2 separate regions of the Pan troglodytes genome follow, and region 2 is linked to region 1. The links are chromatin contacts, called in public Hi-C maps. All regions are on one chromosome and are shown on one strand. The core of a region is the stretch at or near the end of the contact, and the rest is flanking DNA. Distances in the headings are between cores, read along the strand shown. Region 1 has its middle 14 kb from the start of MIR125B-1. Region 2 has its middle 49 kb from the start of MIR100.

The links. A called contact is a pair of places that touch in the nucleus more often than the background predicts.
Region 2: a contact with region 1 is called in a Hi-C map of stem cell-derived neural progenitor cells, with 4 times the contacts expected there. The contact joins two enhancer-like sites. A contact is called at or near these places in 4 of 7 Hi-C or Micro-C datasets (blood, induced pluripotent stem cells and stem cell-derived neural progenitor cells), 1 of 1 datasets of contacts at active chromatin or transcription factors (stem cell-derived excitatory neurons) and 1 of 1 other capture datasets (stem cell-derived neural stem cells).

What each region holds. Positions count from the first base shown.
Region 1 is chr9:124,053,017-124,059,473 of NHGRI_mPanTro3-v2.0_pri, forward strand. No RefSeq gene overlaps it. Among named protein-coding and RNA genes, the nearest start is that of MIR125B-1, 14 kb to the left of the region's middle. Within about 2 kb of position 5,040, at least 3 of the 24 cell types and tissues checked have an H3K27ac peak or open chromatin away from gene starts, as enhancers often do. A contact at or near this core is called in stem cell-derived neural progenitor cells, where this site is marked.
Region 2 is chr9:124,139,665-124,146,599 of NHGRI_mPanTro3-v2.0_pri, forward strand. No RefSeq gene overlaps it. Among named protein-coding and RNA genes, the nearest start is that of MIR100, 49 kb to the left of the region's middle. Within about 2 kb of position 5,632, at least 6 of the 24 cell types and tissues checked have an H3K27ac peak or open chromatin away from gene starts, as enhancers often do. A contact at or near this core is called in stem cell-derived neural progenitor cells, where this site is marked.

The DNA.
Region 1 (6,457 bases), core at 3,790-6,289:
CTCACGCAATCCTCCTGCCTCAGCCTGCCAAGTAGCTGGGACTATAGGCATGCACCACCATGCTCAGCGAATGTTTTTACTTTTTGTAGAGATAGGGTCTCACTACTTTGCCCAGGCTGGTTTTAAACCCCTGGCCTCAAACTATCTTAAGGTCTTGGTTTCCTAAAGTGCTGGGATTACCAGTGCGAGCCACCGCACCCAGCCAAGCCTTTAAACATTCACTGTGATATTATGACTACCTAGCCCAGTTCTGGACTGTTTGATTTACGGGCTTATGGGTCTATATGCTTAACTGTGCATGATACTTACACGTACTGAATGAGGACATGTGTTCATTTTGATTCTACTAATGCTTACCACTATGTCTGCTGCATAATAGGTGATTTACAAATGATTGTTTATTCTGCACTCTTCTGGAAATTTAATATAATCTAGGTTGTAGCATTATGGAGCACAGACCAATCAACAGATCGAACTCACAAAAGGAATCTTTAATTGATGATTTGCCTTTCCTGTCATGAGTTGAATTACTCAAAATACACATCTTATAATTTATGGAAAAGTAAGAAAAGTTCCAAGGTAAGAAAGGAAAAAACATAGTTTGAAAATAAAAAGAACATCTGGTTGTTGTTTAGATTCTGTTTAGAATGTGAACAGTGATTTGGGTGCTTCTAATAAATAGTTAGGAGTCTACCTGTCAATGTCTTTTAATGTTATTTTTATTCCTTCTAGAGATGAGGTCTCACTGCCCAGGTTTGAGTGCAGTGGCATGATCCCAGCTCACTGCAGCCTCGAAGTCCTGGGCTCAAGTGATCCTCCTGCCTCAGTCTCCTAAGTAGCTGGGACTACAGGTGAGCACCATCATGTCTGTCTCTTAATGCGTTTTTAAAACCAAAGTAAACAGATAAAACAGATTGGAGAACCAAACTACAGGAGGAAATAACTGATGACCAGCATGTTCACCTCAATTACTCTACATATGCATATATCTCTGAGCCCCAATGCCTTGCTTTCCACAGAGCAGTAAGAATTATTTGAAGTACCGGTAAATTAGCCTTGTTAAGGAAATTCATGAAGAACTGGTGAAGTAGCTAGTCTGGCGGTGGGCATGGAAGGAAGGGAAGAATTCGACATGTTATTTCTCTTCTGCTAAAAACAGGGAGGGTTTGGGAGGCCGAGGCGGGTGGATCACCTGAGGTCAGGAGTTCGAGACCAGCCTGGCCATCATGGCAAAACCCCGTCTCTACTAAAAAATACAAAAATTAGCTGGGTGCGATGGCAGGTGCCTGTAATCCCACCTACTCGGGAGGCTGAGGCAGGAGAATCCCTTGAACCTGGGAGGCGGAGGTTGCAGTGAGCCGAGATTGTGCCACTGCACTCCAGCCTGGCAGACAGAGCAAGATTCTGTCTCAAAAAAACAAAACAAAACAAAAACAACAACAACCAAAAAAAAAAAAAAAAAAAAAAACAGGGAGCGCTTAACCTAGAAAATGCCAATGCATAGAATGAACTTCTCTGCCCTGATAATAAAGGGGGCAGGGGAATAAAAGTAGAAGAATTATCACATGATCTACTCAGTATTCTTTGTCTGCCTTCAGTGATCTCAGTCTCCCCTTCCTCAGCACCCCATCAGCACTGTAAGCACACCATGCACAGGACATGTTGCACTATGATTGTAATTAAGACACGGAGAGATATATTTCCCTGTATCTCTAGCCCATTATAGAATGACTGGCACACAGTAAGCTCTCAGTAAATGTGGAATATAAAATGAGTGGGTCAATGTGAAGATAAGATTTAAGAGCTATAAGATGAAGTGCAAGCACAACCATGTCCAAAATAAGGAAAAGTGAGAGCTCAATTAGATCTAGATTCTGGGCTGGGTCTAATGGGACAGGAAGGGGTAAAAAAGAGTGTTCAGTATGAATCTTCCATCCTTCATGAAGATGCTAAAGTCCTGCCACTGAGTTATGTACACAGAGTTGGAATCTGGCCCTGGGGAAAACCAAAGGATGACATATCCTTGTCTGGTCTGCTTACTTCGACTTCATTTTCTATTTCTGGTTATAGTGGTCCCAAGACACACGACCCAATGGAAGGAATATAGAACTGCAAGTTAAGAGACATAGGTTCTCCACTTAGCTTTGTCACAGTGACCTTGGACAAGACATTTCACCTCTCAGATCCTTAGCTGCCTCAACTATAAAACGAGAGGATTACACTAGATGAATTTTCAAGTTCCCTCCAGGGAAATTCTAGAATTGCATAGTTCCTCTCTCTGTCTAGATTCCATTCTCTTACAAGAATATTTTCTTAACAGCTACGATTTAGATGGAATTTGGATTTAGAAAATAAATACAGCATCTTAGCTGATGTTGAAAAAAAATAGAGTCTGAATATACACAATGGGAGAAGAGAGATGTGAAGAGTCTCAGCATGGTGAAATTCATCATAGCAGATTGGGTCATGAAAAGGGGATTCCCATTTAGCTATCTACACATCTCCCGATGCTTGATGGAACAAAGAAAATTTGACAAGGTTTTTGGGCAACAAGAAAGCATGTTGTTGTGAAGGGACAAGAATTATTCATCCCATTTCATAGAAAGGAAAACTGAAGCCCAGAAAAGATAGATAACTCATTCAAGACCACACTGTGATGGCGAAGCCAACTTCCCACCCAATTATGTTGTCTGAATTTGTCAACAAAGAAATCACCACTGCTTCCAATGAGCATGGTGCCACAGCCCAATAAAACTGGGCAGCCCCAGAGCCAGCTTCAGTCTCATGACCTCTGCTGCAATCAGACCTGCTCAAAATTTCTGTAATGTTTATTGCTAGAAAAAGTAACTGCATGAATGACCCATAGAGGCTCCTTAGAAGATTTCCTGCGGTCAAGATGCTTTCGCTGGCCTTGGGTCAAGAAATCCAGTTTCCATTCCATTGTCTGTCACTTGGGGCTCTTGCCTATTAATTTCCTTCTCTAGTAATCAAAAAACTTTTGAGAGAAACTTATAAAATGTAAAACGATCCCAGATCAATATATATGAAATATTATTCGAAGAGTTTTGTCTGGCGTTACCAATTATCTGAAGAAATTATTATTATCTACTTTTTAAATCACACAAAGACACACACGCACACATATATATAATACATATAATTTATATTTAAATGTTTATAATAGTGTATATACACACACATAGACACCGTTCTTATAAAAATTACATATATGTGCATGTGTATGTATGTATAATGTGTGTGTGTGTATATATATGTCTATATGTATATGATAGATAAGTATGTATTTATATCTCTTCCAGTCTAGCTGGGAAATCTGTTTCAAAATCAACTGCTGCTCTCTTCTCGGACTTGATATATAGCCAAGCAAGCCATTCTCGATTAACACTGCTCCCTCCTGGGGAAAGTCACAGAATAACTTTATTGATTTCTCTTTACCCTTCTCCACATTTCTCTGCTGAAATGTTGTCTTAACTCTTCAATGCAAAAGCAAAAGGAAGTGAAAATGAAAAGAAAGAGCTTTGCTTCTTTAGGGCAATGTTAATTATATTTTTCTTACTTCCTAAACAAAATTTTCTTCAAACAACAGGATATCCATGAAGGATCTCTATATGGTAAAGAAAAGAGAGGATGACATACTTCCCATGGTTTCTAGACAGCAGATTTCTTTACGCTGAAACCTGTGCTTTACCCACAATGCTGGACTCAGAACTACACGAACCTAAGCGTATTCTCTTATGATTTGGCCAGCCATCTTTGAGAACCGCTAAGACAATTTGGCAAACAGTCCTTCCACTGTTTTCCAACACACTAGAATATAAGGAAAGTTTGTTTCTTGCCAGTTTTTTCTACCTCAAAAGATCCCAGCATGATTAAGTTTTTGCCTTTTCTTTCTCTTTCTCTTTTCTTTCTTCTACAGAAAATTCTTTACTTTAACAGCTTCAGGATCACTGATGCAATTTAGGAGTTTCTCCGATGCAATTGAGAAATGCAAAAGGGAGGTTCTACAGGCAGGGTCTTTTCTGCCTGGAGCTTTTAAGATTACTGAGGAAAAATAACTCAGATCCTCACTCTTTCTCTCCTCCCAGCTTCTGAGCTGCCCTGCGGGCTCAGTTCTCACTGTGGGTAGGTATGGGTCAGGGTAGTGGAAAGAAAGCAGAGAAGGGGACACTAGAATAGCTTAAAGTAAAAGCTCTAAAACACCTTTTCCATTTCCTTTTCCTTTTTTCCCCACAGATTTAGTTCTACTCACTCTAATAACAGAGTTCATAAAAAATTACTGCAATTTCTATTTCTTTCAGTTCCACAGGTTTTTTTTTTTTTTTTTTTTTTGTAAAGGGAAAGAAAGGTTAGACTTATTTACAACACAATGACAATCTCTGATTCTTCACTTTAAGCAAATAAAGACGCCTAGTGAAATAAATGGATTGTGTTATTTAAAATTGAAAGCTTATGTGAACCACCACTCAGAAACATGCTTAAAAAATACAGAAAGAAAATGAAAACCCTGTGACTACACAAGATTATTCTGATGCCAAATGCTGAGTGTACAACTAAGTAGAGTAATTGTTAATAATATGACAAGTACCTACTTCCAATGTACAAATGAAATACACTCAAAACTGCAAAGGACAGTGGCACTGTACGCTGCCCTAAGGTTTACCATCACATAGCTTTTTGTTTTTTCATGAATTTGCAAGATTTGTTTTAATTAAATGCCATTTACTTTTAACTAGCCAGTTTATCCTTTTTAAACATTTTATTGTTTCTCTGCACAATTTGAACCAAATTTGGAAAAGTTATGGGTAAAAGTGGGTAGAAAAGACTGTTAAGAATTGGGTCTTATTGAAATCAAGTTTCCTTCTGTGTTGTGCAGCCTGAATAATGGGCGAAATCTGTCCTAATATCTTGCTGCATCTGTCCTAACTCACTCCTTTTACAGGGCCTCAGCAGAGGAATTGCATAACAATGTAACTTGTATCCTGGTTACATAGAAGGTCTCTGAAGCACATGTCCAGGAACATTCCGCTTCATGGCAGAGGAGCCAAGATTGTACCTTGTAAGAGAAAGCACTGTTTCCTTAGGCAACATAGGTTCTTTGTTGGAACCCAAGAGCGCCTCCAGTGGCAGGCATGCTTTTGCCTCTGGATAAATGGAACTGCCAGAGGCTCGCTCTATCCATCCTGTGTAGAGCACACACTCAGATTCTAGGATCTCAAAGAAATGTATTTCCCGGCCCTCTATAGGCAACAAAGTCACCACAATTTGAAGCTATTATGGAACAAAGTCCAAAATTTAACTTCCATTCGCTTTATTCAGCAAGTTTTTATGAGGCAGATCTCATACGGACTATGCTTTGCCTAAGCACGGTGTTAGATGGGAAGAAAAAAGTGGTGGGATCCTTCCTCCTCTTCCTTTCTTCCCAGCTCCTACTATTCATGGAATTTCCCTTGATTTCAAGTGGCTACTCACCAAAATCCTCAACTGAAAACAGCTTCCAAGGGGTCATGTACTTATTCAATTCTCTTCTCTCTTTTCTCCAAACACAACATCATCTGACCAAGGTTTGCATGCATAAGCATTGCTAATTAACGATACGTCTCCACAATGTCCTCCTCTCAGTAAGTTTGACACACAGACCTCAGCGAAGCTGTATGTACTGCCTAAAAGTAGGAAAGATCCCCACGTTGATTTCTGAATTGTAAAAGGCAGGGATACGTTTTGGACTTCTTGTCCCTTACTGTGAACAGACCTAAGAGTACTTACTTTATTTTTTAGAAAGAACCCGGAGCTGCTGATGCCTGAGGGAGTCGTTTCAACAGAGACTAGAATGTCGAGAGAGAAAATTGATCCAGCTCTCTTGTCTGGTGCTTATAAAACATGAAAGTATCACCCTCGCCATGGCAGACCACAGGGAATGATCAGTGTGAATTGTTAAGTCCTCTTCTCAGCGATGCTCGCAAGCAATTTCCCTGGGGAAGCAACAAGTTCCTGACCACAGTGTTGTACACAAATAAATAAACAAAATGCTATTACTTTTTGTTCTTCACATTGGGAAAAGTTCAGAAACATCTTGTTTCAATTGATGGGCTGGAATTACAGAAACATTTTAATTTTGTCTTTCCTTGCTAGTTCTGTGCCTGAGATGTATTGGTAAAATGGAACATGAGTCACATTTCTAATTGGGAAAAGCCTGGTAATCATGGGCAACCCAGATCTGGGTGACTTACAGAGTATTTTTGTGTTGAGAGAGAAAAGACACTAAAAGTAGAAGTTTCTTACTTAGCAGCAGCAGAGAGGCTATAAGATTGAGTCTGGTGTTTCACATGGCCTGTATCATGGTATAATAAGAAGGAATGTGTCTTGCACAAATTAGCCTATAGACCTTTCTAATCAGGACCAATATGTGACATATACAAAGGCAAGATCAGCTGTAAGG
Region 2 (6,935 bases), core at 4,382-6,881, 87 kb after region 1:
GTACCTTTTTCACCTGGCGTCTTTCCGGTGACCTGCCTCCAAGTTCTTTTCCAATATCGGTCACACTCTACTCCCAGTCACAGGTGTGATCATGTAATTCTCCTGCACGCAAAGAATCAATGGCTCTCACTATCTACAGAATAAAGACCAAACTTCTTAACTTACAATCCAAGGCCCTCCAGAATCTGGTTCCATCCTGTTTTACCTCCCTCATCTTCTTCTATTCCCATATAACCATACGTTCCACAAACACCGAACAATTTTCAGAACACATCCAAATCCTGCTCTTTGCTCTTATGCTTTTGCTCCCTCCTAGAATGCCACCCTCCCATTTTCAGATGCCCAGCACTTGTGTATTCTTCAAGTCTCACAAAATGCCACTTCCTCCATAATGTCCTCCGTGACTGTCTAAGGAAGAATGACTTCTCCATTGAGCATACCTAAGATTTTATCTGTACTCCCATCCCATTGCTTATTTCTAATAACACATAGGCACATGTTTGTTTCTCTAATCAATTTTCTTAGTCAATGTGATACTCCAACTCTTACCAGTGCCTGCCACAGTGGACACTCAAAATAAAAGTTGGTTGAATAAAAAAATTGAATTAGTTCAATTGTTTAAATCCTTATCTTTGTCTTGGAATCTTCAGGAAAGGTTCGATGTAAAAATTTCTTATTCTTATTTATCTCATTTTATCCCTCACCCCTTTCCAAGAAAACATGAGATTAAGAAAAGCTTTGGTCCCAGCAAACAATTGTTGTTTTATATCTATGAATCTCAAAGGCAAGGTTTTCATTCCAGGCTTCCTTCCTCTTCATATCTAGCACTTTGGGGCCCACTTTGCTAATAGATGTCCTAAGCTCGAGGGGAAAATATAATTTTGATATTAACTTGAATAAAAAAGAAACATAACAAAGAGAGGATTTACTGTTTCAAAATGCAAACTTTTAAAAAGATAGTGTATTCCAAAAACAAAGACTTTTCTGTTATCTGCTGTTTTGGAATATTCATGCCACAGTGCCAATTTCAGCGTGGATGCATTCCTTTCAGTATGGATAAGCGAAAGTTCATGCAGTAAAGTTTAGCTTTGACTGCAAACCACTTTGCTTTCCTTTCTGTTTATTAGTATAACTCTGGTTATGAGAATAAGGACATAGAAGCAGACAAGGCTAAAATCACCCCAGCCAAGTTCAGATAATGAGAGAAAAGAATGTCAAGAGTTTTATTTTCTCTACTGTCTTTGGGCAATGGTCATATCTAGGTGGATAAAAGAGACAGGTAGCCATTACTGCAGTTTGAGAGCCATCTCCTTTCCTGCTTCTTGAAAGCCGCCACTGGGGCAGCATTCTTCCTTCGTTAGAGGTCAAGTCCTCCCTATACCACTTTATGGCTGACTGACTATAGAAAAGTCAGCAACTGGTCATCGGAGAAATGCAAATCAAAACCGCAATGAGATACCATCTCACACCAGTTAGAATGGCGATCATTAAAAAGTCAGGAAACAACAGGTGCTGGAGAGGATGTGGAGAAATAAGAACACTTTTACACTGTTGGTGGGACTGTAAACTAGTTCAACCATTGTGGAAGACCATGTGGCGATTCCTCAAGGATCTAGAACTAGAAGTACCATTTGACCCAGTGATCCCATTACTGGGTATATACCCAAAGGATTATAAATCATGCTACTATAAAGACACATGCACACGTATGTTTATTGTGGCACTATTCACAATAGCAAAGACTTGGAACCAACCCAATGTCCAACAATGATAGACTGGATTAAGAAAATGTGGCACATATACAACATGGACTACTATGCAGCAACAAAAAAGGATGAGTTCATGTCCTTTGTAGTGACATGGTTGAAGCTGGAAACCATCATTCTGAGCAAACTATCGCAAGGATAGAAAACCAAACACCGCATGTTCTCACTCATAGGTGGGAATTGAACAATGAGAACACTTGGACACAGGGTGGGGAACGTCACACACCGGGGCCTGTCATGGGGTGGGGGCAGTGGGGACAGATAGCATTAGGAGGAATACCTAATGTGAATGACGAGTTAATGGGTGCAGCACACCAACATGACACATGTATACATATGTAACAAACCTGCACGTTGTGCACTTGTACCCTAGAACTTAAAGTATAATTTAAAAAAAGAAGAAAAGTCGGCAATTTCTTCATCAGTTAAGTGAAGATAATAATACCTATTACAACATAACATGGTCAGACTTTATAAACTCTAAAGTGCTGTTCAAAGATTAGCTACTGTTATAAATTCAAAGATGAATTTTTTTTTTCATTACCTAACACAGGGGTTGGCAGACGCTTTTTGTAAGAGAATGATAATAACATTTTAAGATTCGTGGACCATGTGGTGTCTGTTGTAACAACTCCATTCTGCCTCTGTAGTAGGAAAGCAGCCAAAGACAATATCTAAATAAATGGATGGGCTTTGTTCCAACAAAACTTTATTTATAACAGGTAGTGGACCAGATTTGGCCCATGGGACACATTTGCAAATCTCTGCCCTACTCCTTTGGTGAGAACGAAACACTAGAGGCAGAGGGGAATATCTAAACTCTGTTTGTGGCATGAAGAGTAATATAGTTGGGTTTTGTGAACAGTTGTCTTGAGGCTTTCAAATATCTTTTTAAGGTACTCTCTTTAACATTAGAGTTTTAATTTTGTACATTATCACCACCATCTTCATCATCATCAATATCATTCTGTACCTATCTGAGAAGTATTACCAAGAGAGGTATAAAAGAACCCTAGTTTTCTATACCTATCACTTGACCATACTCTGTTCTGGGAAAGACAGCTCTGATTATTGTTAAAGAAAATATCAATCATACTTGTGGTGAAAGGTCGCTACATTTTTTAACAAATTGGTCCTTTGAGCAAGATGAATTTTAATGGATTGGTTTATTAACCTAAAGGTTGAACCAGACTGAGAGTAACTGAATGATTTGCTCATAATTAGTATTATTTATGATTATTTTACTTGGGAAAAAATATCACCTTAAATGTCAGGATGTTTTTTAATTGCTTCAGATGAGATTCAAAATAATTGACTTCGCAAATTTATTTTTAAAAACTCATTTAAAAACATCTGAAGCTGCTGACAGTCTGTCTAGAAGAGGCAAGATATTGATATTCATTACTAGGAACAGGGCAGAAATTGATCCATCATTTTTTTAACCACATGAATTGTGCATTATGGTCACTTCTGGACTCTGAAATAGCTACAATGCTGATAGAGTGATGCGTTTGTTCCTCTCCCCCATTAAATCTGCTATCTAAGCGAAGATGCTGTGTGTGTGGATGTAGGTATTATGTTTCTTGCTCAAATACATATTTACATATATTTTTATTAAAAGGGGAATAGGCACATGGGCGAAAAAAGGATGTATATATGTATTTAGTATTTTTAGAAAAATACAAATAGTCTATGTACACATTGTGCATCTATTCATGTGATTTAGATAGGATACTAACTTTTTGATGGTGAGTAGGTATATGACAAATTTAGCATCTTTATAAATATTTGATTTATCAGTTGATTGGTGGAAATGAAAAAAAGTAAGGGACTATATTAACAGCTGGGGAAAGACAGCTTTTCAAATAATTTTAATTGTGCAATACGGGTAAATCACTAGTAAGAAACATGCAGCAGAATAATGACTATAAAACCTTACAATTATACAGCACTTGGATAGTTAGGAACTGTTGGTGTGTGCAGTGTAATCACATGTGCTCCTTACATCTATATTTGGATGCACGAAGGAAGGATGGTAACAGTTTCATTTGACAGATGAGCAAGAGAAGTCAAGTGATTTTCCCACCATCTACATTGCCTTCCCCATACACCACATGGCCTCTGGAACCCGAGGGAAGGGTGAGTGCATCTATAGGCATCAAAGCCAACTTCAGTCTTCGCACGCAGAATCAACCAGCCAGATCCAGTGTGCAGAACCCAATTTTCATCCAAGACATTTCAATGAACTAAGTAACAAATGACCCAGACCAAAAACAAACAAACAAACAAACAAAAAAGCAAACACATTTCAGGCAGTGAATATAGTGATGGGATGATTAACTGATTAACAGAGTCTCTTATTTGCTTCTTCCAAGCATATTTAGTCTGATAATGTGCCTGAGACATGGTGTGACATTTGCTCTGGCAGCAGTGTCCAGGACACAGACAAATCACTCATCAGTCAGGTAGCCAGGCAGACACCATCAATCATTATCTGCATGTTTGAGAAATACAAAATTGTAGCTGAGGTCGGGGAAAAGAACATTTGATGGTGGCTAAAAGGTAAGTATACAAAGATTCCTATTTATCTCCCAAAGAGGTTACTCTAACATGTGCTGTGGAAATAGAGTCATAAATTCTAAATTTTCTCACAGATAGTAGGTTAAGGCTAATATATCTATATAACGTATATGTTATATATTATCTTATTCACAGCTCAGCAGGCAAACCCGCTGTTGAGGATAGGAAGAATATATTAACTGATTAATTATTATTAATGCCATCTTTTATTTAACTAGCAATTGTAATCTATTAAGAGCATTCATTCACACTGTCTGACTTATTCAACCCTCAGAAAAACCCTGTAGGGCTCATAAGTAATATATTATTATCTTCCTTTTATAGACAAAGGAAAAGGAAACTCAGATATTTCCTTTCTTAAGCTAATCTCACCAGTAAGTGGCAAAGCCTGGACTAGAACACGGAATTTCTGACTTCTATTCCATTACCTAGAGCGACTGTGGAAGAGCCGAAGGAAGAAAGGGAAAGTGTGAAACATGAGTTCCGAGCAGAGAGGACCTGAAAACACACTCAGACCAGAATTCTTTCTAGTTTGGGTTAAAGTCCGGAGTGGGTGTGGCTATACGACACACAACCAGAATGATTAGATTGACTTTCTGGCACACCTACTCACTTTGAATTTTCTTGTACAACTGAGCCTTTTGTGTCAATCTCCCATCCTCTCCTGCTTTGTGAAGTTTCTGGGGTGGCCGAGTTGGAACCAACTTCAAACCCTCTTATGTCTCTGATTCACTTTCCAAACCCTCCCTCTCCCACTCCGTGGTCAGCCTTTTGCATCACACCCTGCAAACATTTTTTTCTTTTGCACTCCTTTGGGACTCCTCCCTCTTCTCTCCCTCCATCTCCCAACTCCTCTGCACTGCCTTTCCCCTTTAATCTCTGCTGACCACCTTTTGTGAATGCTCCATCCACTCCTCCCCGCCGTCACGACTGTCCTCTTGCGGGTACCTACCTGTGTGCTCTGCAGCCACACGCACCTCCTGGTTGCCCCTCAGATGTCTTGGTTCTGTCTGTCTGATGTCGCCAGCCTCCACCCGGGGCCTGTGAGCTGTGCATGTCTTCAAGCTCTTTGTTACTTTTCCTCCTTAATTTATAATGCTAGGCAAATAACAACACACAATAAAAGATGATATCAGCTGTGTTTCTCGCCTGCAGCCTCCAGAAGTGTTATCTTAGACCCCATCATTGCAACAAAGAAATCTCTCAGTTGAGTGAGTGAAAACCAGTTACAGGACAGGAGGAGAAAACTTCTGCGCTTCCAAAATTCCGCAGCCCCAGCTGCCCTCCGGCGGCTCCCCCTTGTGGGAGATGTGGGGCATAGCAAGGCAGTGCCCAGTTGGGACGGTGCCTGGGTGGGAGGAGGGCGAGAGAAGAGTGCTCGCACTCAGGGATGTGCCCCAGAGGGCGTGGGGTCCGTTTCCGGCCACGAAGAACTGCCTCTGTGTGAGTTGCAGGATTGAGGTCCTCTGCAATTTCTCAGGGAAATACTTCCGGGAGACGGAGTCTCAGTGCCTGGAGGTCTCTGGGTCCAGGTGAGTGTGGTGTGAGTAATAAGCCTGCATGGCTTAAGCGCTGCATGGGAAGTCCTGTATCACAATCACAATGTATCATAAAGTCGGATGTTCACACAGGGCTGTTCCGAGAGGTAAGGCGTGGTCTCCAGTCTCTGAGTAAAAGACTTGATGGTCCAGTCTCCCGGATTCTCTTGCCACTGTGGACACTTGGCCTTTCGGTCCCTCTAGAGCTCTGGACACATACTGCTCCCCACCTTAGTGAAAACAGACTGTATGTCCAAATAGTATCTTTCTCCAGAGGAACACGGTCTCATTATACTAACCCACCCTGGTAGATATCACTGTCATCCTCCTCCTCCTCCTCCTCCTCCTCATTTTAGTGTCATACAGCTTCTTTTGCTTACGGTTATTATTGTTTTGTTTTTTAATCTTTATTACTGTAGTGTCTATGTTGCTTATGGAGAAACAGCTCATGAAGTAGCTGTGGTTTTTAACAAATGGAGCTTTATTATTTTATTCCAAGTTCAATCTTCACGTATGGTTCAGTACAGAGCTGCCACCAACATCAGAAAGGTAGTGGAGTTTAATAGAGTCCAATGGAAATTGGTCTGAGATTTGTTTTGCTGAAATTAAGGGCTCCCTTGCCAGGACTCCTGGAAGAGTCAATGAGACAATGTGACGTGGCAAAACAAGCTCTAGGCTTCAACAGATCTAGACTTGATACCTATCTCGGCTACTTATTTTATGCTCAATTAACTACTCTCACCTCAGTTTCTTTGTCCATAAAATGGAGTTAACTTAGTTTCACAAGCAAGATCTCACAACTGGTATGATGGCAGAATGAAATAATACGTCACAAACCGCATGCTCACCTACAGTTCAGTGGCAGAGCACGGTTGTCATTCTGGAAAGTTTCTTTGTTTGGATTCCACTAACTGTGCTGATAAATAGAGAACATCCCACCAGGCCTATTGGTTGTTTCCTCCACATTTGACATCATGACCAGTTTTCTCCTGCAGACTCGGCCTGGGTCTCTCTGTCTGTGTCACACGCAGCATACTGTTCTCACAGCGGG